Regions from separate parts of the Mus musculus genome. Here region 1 is linked to region 2. The links are chromatin contacts, called in public Hi-C maps. All regions are on one chromosome and are shown on one strand. Each heading gives the region's core, a stretch centred on a gene start, on an enhancer-like site or on the middle of the called end of the contact. The rest is flanking DNA. Distances are from core to core; before and after follow the strand shown.

What was found. Hi-C and Micro-C count contacts between places; a contact is called where the count stands out from the background.
Region 1: a Hi-C map of bone marrow-derived macrophages shows a contact between it and region 2, with 58 read pairs. The contact joins two enhancer-like sites. A contact is called at or near these places in 7 of 39 promoter capture datasets (3T3-L1-derived adipocytes, the HPC-7 cell line, cranial neural crest and 4 more), 2 of 484 Hi-C or Micro-C datasets (bone marrow-derived macrophages and macrophages) and 1 of 115 datasets of contacts at active chromatin or transcription factors (embryonic stem cells).

What each region holds. Positions count from the first base shown.
Region 1 is chr9:121,604,342-121,607,041 of GRCm38.p6, reverse strand. All of the region lies in intron 3 of Lyzl4os (lysozyme-like 4, opposite strand), which reads right to left. It also overlaps a transcript of Lyzl4 not described here. Among named protein-coding and RNA genes, the nearest start is that of Lyzl4os, 19 kb to the right of the region's middle. Within about 2 kb of position 1,406, at least 16 of the 459 cell types and tissues checked have an H3K27ac peak or open chromatin away from gene starts, as enhancers often do. A contact at or near this core is called in bone marrow-derived macrophages, where this site is marked.
Region 2 is chr9:121,535,173-121,537,872 of GRCm38.p6, reverse strand. No RefSeq gene overlaps it. Among named protein-coding and RNA genes, the nearest start is that of Cck, 41 kb to the right of the region's middle. Within about 2 kb of position 1,307, at least 4 of the 459 cell types and tissues checked have an H3K27ac peak or open chromatin away from gene starts, as enhancers often do. A contact at or near this core is called in bone marrow-derived macrophages, where this site is marked.

The sequences.
Region 1 (2,700 bases), core at 157-2,656, 69 kb before region 2:
GTGAGGTAAGCAGGTGTGAACACCAGTGTGGCACACAGTCCTAGGTGTGAGGTAAGCAGGTGTGAACCCCCAGTGTGGCACTGTCCTAGGTGTGAGGTGAGGAAGTGTGAACACCCAGTGTGGCACTGTGTTAGGTGTGAGGTGTGCAGGTATGTACCCCCAGTGTGGCTGGGTATGAGGTGAGCAGGTGTGAACCCCGAGTGTGGCACTGTTCTAGGTGTGAGGTAGGCAGGTGTGCACCCCCAGTGTGTCTGGGTGTGAGGTGAGCAGGTGTGCACACCCAGTGTGTCTGGGTGTGAGGTGAGCAGGTGCATACCCCCAGTGTGGCACAGTCCTAGGTGTGAGTGGGCAGGTGTGTACCCCCAGTTTGGCTGGGTGAGAGGTGGACAGATGTGAACTCCCAGTGTGGCACAGTCCTAGGTGTGAGTGGGCAGGTGTGTACCCCCAGTTTGGCTGGGTGTGAGGTGGGCAGGTGTGAACTCCCAGTGTGGCACAGTCCTAGGTGTGAGCTGGGCAGGTGTGAACCCCCAGTGTGGCTGGGTGTGAGGTAAGCAGGTGTATACCCTTAATGTGGCACTGTTCTAGGTGTGAGCCGGGCAGGGGAGATATGAGTCTAAGCATATCGGCAGGACCTAGAGGGTCATGGTCCTCCTTAGAGTCTCTCTTCCATATTATCCCAAGTTGGAGAGTTGATGTAGAAGAGCCAGAGGTGACAACATAAGAGAGGGGCTGTCAGTCACTTCAGTGCCCTGAGCTAGTTTCTCCTCATTATCTGATGGACTAGGTTTGGAATCACCTAGGAGATATGCCTGATGAGGCTGCTTAGCTGAGGAAGATCCACCCTGTATGTGGGTGGCACCTCCCATGGGCCAGGGCATGGATAAAAAGCAGGAGCTGGTGGGATGCCAACATCCATCTCTCTGCTTCCTGACTATGGAAACAGTCTGACTCTGTACCTCACAGCCCCGCCTCCATGCCTCCCTCTTCCATGGTAGACTAAGCTCAAACCATGAGCCCAAACACACCCTCTTTGTAAGCTTTTGCCAGGCGTTTGTCACGGCGGTGAGGAGAGTAATTAGTACAGGCTCTATATTTCAAGTTCCTCTATTCCATCCTCCTCAACATGCGCCTATCCCGTGCCTCATCTCCGTGTCCTGCACCAGAGCTGATGGGTCTGGTGAACAGCTACACGCAGACGTACTAGTGACGTGTACAACTCTTTGCAAACCCTGACCTCAGGTTTCTTCTCTTTGAAGAGGACGCCCTCACTTTAGAATCATGAGCTCTCTGGGACCAGGTTTCCAGGGAATATTCTATGAGTGTGTCTGTCCTATGGTGGTCCTGGGTTCTCTGGACATCATTGTGTGGTTGACCCCAGAGGAAGCCCTGGGCTGTGTGGCAGAGTCCCCACTAGATGGCAGTGTCATCTTGCTCATAATTCCCTCATCAAGTTCGCCTGAACACAGAAAAGCCAGGCTCTGCAGCCACCACCAGGAAGTGTCAATCACTGCTTTGTCCCTTAGTGGCTCTGGGCCTGGGGCAAGACATTGGGATTGTGGATTTCCTCTTGTGTAATGTAGTGGTGTCTCTGTGGGTCTCCAGATGCAAAACCAGTTGAGTTACCACTACAGCAGGCAAGCTGTCTGGCACTCTTGGGGTCATATTGTATTTTTCTTTGCATTTCTTTAAAGCTAAGATTTGTTAAGAAATGATAAATAGAAGACGTCACACAGCAAGGTTAGCCAGGTCCACATCTCAGTGACGTTCTCTAAAACTAGAGTGGCCATGCTAGAGGTATAGAATGCCACATTCCATATGTCTAGTATCCATTCTACTTTTATGTACTTATCCACCACCAGAAAACAAAGACTCCATTACAGAGCTAAAACTAGAAAAGCATTAGCTCACTATTGTCTTTCATGACCCAATTATCCATTAGCTGCAGTCAGCCCTTCATCTCCTAGTGTTCATCCTGTTTCTCCTTTCTACATGCTATGCTGTACATGTACATTTGTTTATATATGTACTGTCAGAGACCATCCCGTGAGAAAGTGAGCCCTTCACAATCTCCCTAACAGGCCAAATGGCATTGTACTAAGAGCTGGTTATCACCCCCCTTCCTCCCTATTCCTTTCTTGGCACCTGAGGCTGTAAAGCTGAATTATAGTCCCCTCTTCCCTATCTCTTCCTGAGTTCCCATGCCATCCAAGGACACGAGTTACGCCTGAGCCCAGCCTGACCCCCAAGGCTGTCAAGGAGGATCTATGTTCCAGAGATAAGATCCAGAGTGCCCGCTGCCTGGCGCCTGATTTCGGCCCCCATGTCAGCAGATGCCCACTTCTTTGTTCTTTGTATAATTCTCCCTCGACCCCTCCCATATTCCCCGCGATGTATGCTTTAAAAAGAAGGCACCTCAGCCTAATAAACGAGACCTTGATAGGTTGACATATCTACTTGGTCCTCCGACTTTCTTTCTTTTATTCCCATTTCCTTCCAGGTTCTCGGTCCCCCTCGCACCCACGAATAACTGAATCCCGCGGGACGGGATAATGTACACATAGTATTGCCCATATACTTACATGCATATATTTTATTCATAGATATATGTGTATATTATGTTTATGTATGTACATGTATCAATTTCACATCATATTATACTTACATGCGTATATTATTGTATTCACAGATATATGTATATAT
Region 2 (2,700 bases), core at 58-2,557:
GACTAGGATGAGAATGCTAAAGCCCAGATCATGTAAGAGAGGGCTCTCAGAAAGGATGGTGCACAGTTAGAGGAACTCCATGTTTGAAGAAGCAGCTCTGGATGGGAAATGACGAAGGGAACATCCTTCCTTCTTATGCTAGGAGGGTGACAGTGCAGGGATGTGGATGCTAAGAAACACAAGTGTCCTTTGCAGTTGCTGATCCAGTAACAAGTTGTCGCCCATACTACCACAGACATGGAAATTCCTCACTACACAACCTCATCACCAATTATGGGCTGTGGTAAGGCAGACAGGCTTTCAGAACAAACTCAAATAAAACATGAACACTAAATCTCAATTTACAAAATATCTGGGGAAAAAATCTAGATTGTATGAATAAGACTTGTAAAACAGAGGAACAAACATCTAAGGAAGCCCAGACAACCAAACTGAATGTCACATGAAGATAGGAGAATTGGGGGCTGGAGAGGTGACTCAGTGGTTAAGAGCACTGACTGCTCTTCCAGGGAACCCGGGTTCAATTCCCAGCAACCATATGGCAGCTCAGAACTTTCTATAACTCCAGTTCCAGGGCATCCGACTCCCTCACACAGACATACATGCAGTCAAAACACCAATGTACATTTTTTTTTAATTGAAACATTTGTATCAAGCCTGTGGAGGTTTGAATGAGAATGGACCCCATAGGCTCATATGTTTGAATGTTTGGTCTTTAGTTAGAGGAGCTCTTTGGAAAGGATTAACAAGAGTAGCTTTGTTGGAGTAGGTGTGTTACTGGGGATAGGCTGTAAGGGTTCAGAAGCTCATTCCAGGCTCAATGTCTCTCCCAGTCTACAACTTGTGGATGAGGTGTTCGCTCTCAGCTACTTCTCCAGCAACATGCCTGACTTCTGTCACTCTCCCTGCCATGATGATGATCCACTGATCCACTGTAACTGTAAACAAGCCTCCAATTAAATGCTTTTCCTTGGCCATGGTGTTTCATGACAACCATAGAACAGTAATGAAGACAAAAATCAGTACCAGGAGTGGGGTGTTACTGTGACAGGTCTGACTATTCTACTTGTGGGTGGAATGTAGACACTGGGACTTTGTATTTAGGGAGTATTTGAATGTTATAAGTGGGACTTAATGGGCCATCCTAGTAGGAGCCTGGAAGATAGTAATGCTGAGAGTAATGTGGACTGTGCAGGCTGCTCAGCTCAAAGGGTTTCAGAAGGAAATATTATTAATATTTGCAGCTGGACTGCAGACCATTCTTGTAATATTTTGGCAAAGAATCTGGCTGCTTTTTGCTCTTCTAAAAATCTTCCTGAGGCTAAATTGAAGAGTTTTGAACTAATAATTGCCAGAGATTTCAAGACAGCCTTGTATTGATTGTGTCACATGGTTATTAGTGATCATTCTTACACAGACCTATAATGAAAAGAAGCAAATGGGGCAAAAGAAATATAAAATGCAGTCTGAGAAGAAAAGAAATTCCAGGAAATATAATGTTGTAGCCAAGACTTGTGCTCAAGGAAAGGAGAAGTTTACAGAGAAGTCTGATGATGCAAAATGAGATAAAAGGGAAGTAACCCCAGAGCAAGGCCATACTTGCCAAGGCCTGAGGGATTTCTCAGGCTTAAACAATAGTGGAAAGCTTATTGTAAATATAACTCAGAGGCGGGAGGAGCAGACATTAGTCCAAGCAGGCAGAAGAACTTGGCAGCTTGAGCAACCGTGTTTCTAGATTTAGAGTCAAGAAGAATATAGGTAAGGAGATGTACAATCATCCTCCAAAGCTCAGGAAAGCCCTTGGGTCCAGGTAAGTATCAGATGAGCGTCTACATGGAGGCCTGGAGAGGCCATTTTGTGAAGTTGTGAAGGTGAAGCCTGGATTGTGCTGGAGATCCCCAAGAAGTTAGAGATGCCAGAGTCATGGGATGGAGATTCCTAAGATGTTAGAGATGCCAGAGTCATGGATGCCTATCAAGGAGAGCAGCAGACCATCTGTGGAAACAAGGGAGAGAAGTGTGCTGCAGTCAACTAAGGTAAAGGAGTTGGAGATCTAAAGAGCAGTTTGACACCAGACACAGAGATGTAGAATGTAGAGTTTGTCTGCTGCTTTTTGGTCTTGTTTTGGTAAAATATCTGCTCATTTTACCCGTTCCCTCCATTTTGGAATGGTAACGAATAGTCTGATCATTGTAGGTTGGAAGTATATAATTTGCTTTTTATAAAATGATTCATTTATTTGCCTGGATGTATGTCTGTGTGAGTGCCAGGTCCCTTGGAGCTGTAGTTACAAACAGTTGTGAACTGCCATGTGGGTGCTGGGAATTGAACCAGGGTTCTGTGGAAGAATAGCAACCAGTACTCTTAACCACTGAGCCATCTCTCCAGCTTCATTTTTGTTTTTTAAGATTTTGTTTTTTTATTTTTAATCCATATGTATATGTTTGGGGTGGGTGGGTGTTAATGCAATGCCCATAGAAGCCAGAAGAGGTTGTCAGATCATCCCAAAACTGGAGTTACATGTGGTGTGAGCTAGCCCAAGTGAGTGCAGAGACTAAACTTATATCCTCTGTAATAGCAGCCGTCAGTGGTCTTAACCACAGAGCTATCTCTTCAGATCATCGTAATTTGCTTTTTGATTTTACATGGGGTTACAGTTATGAGATTGACTTGAAGAAGAAGCTTTGAAGTATGGACTTT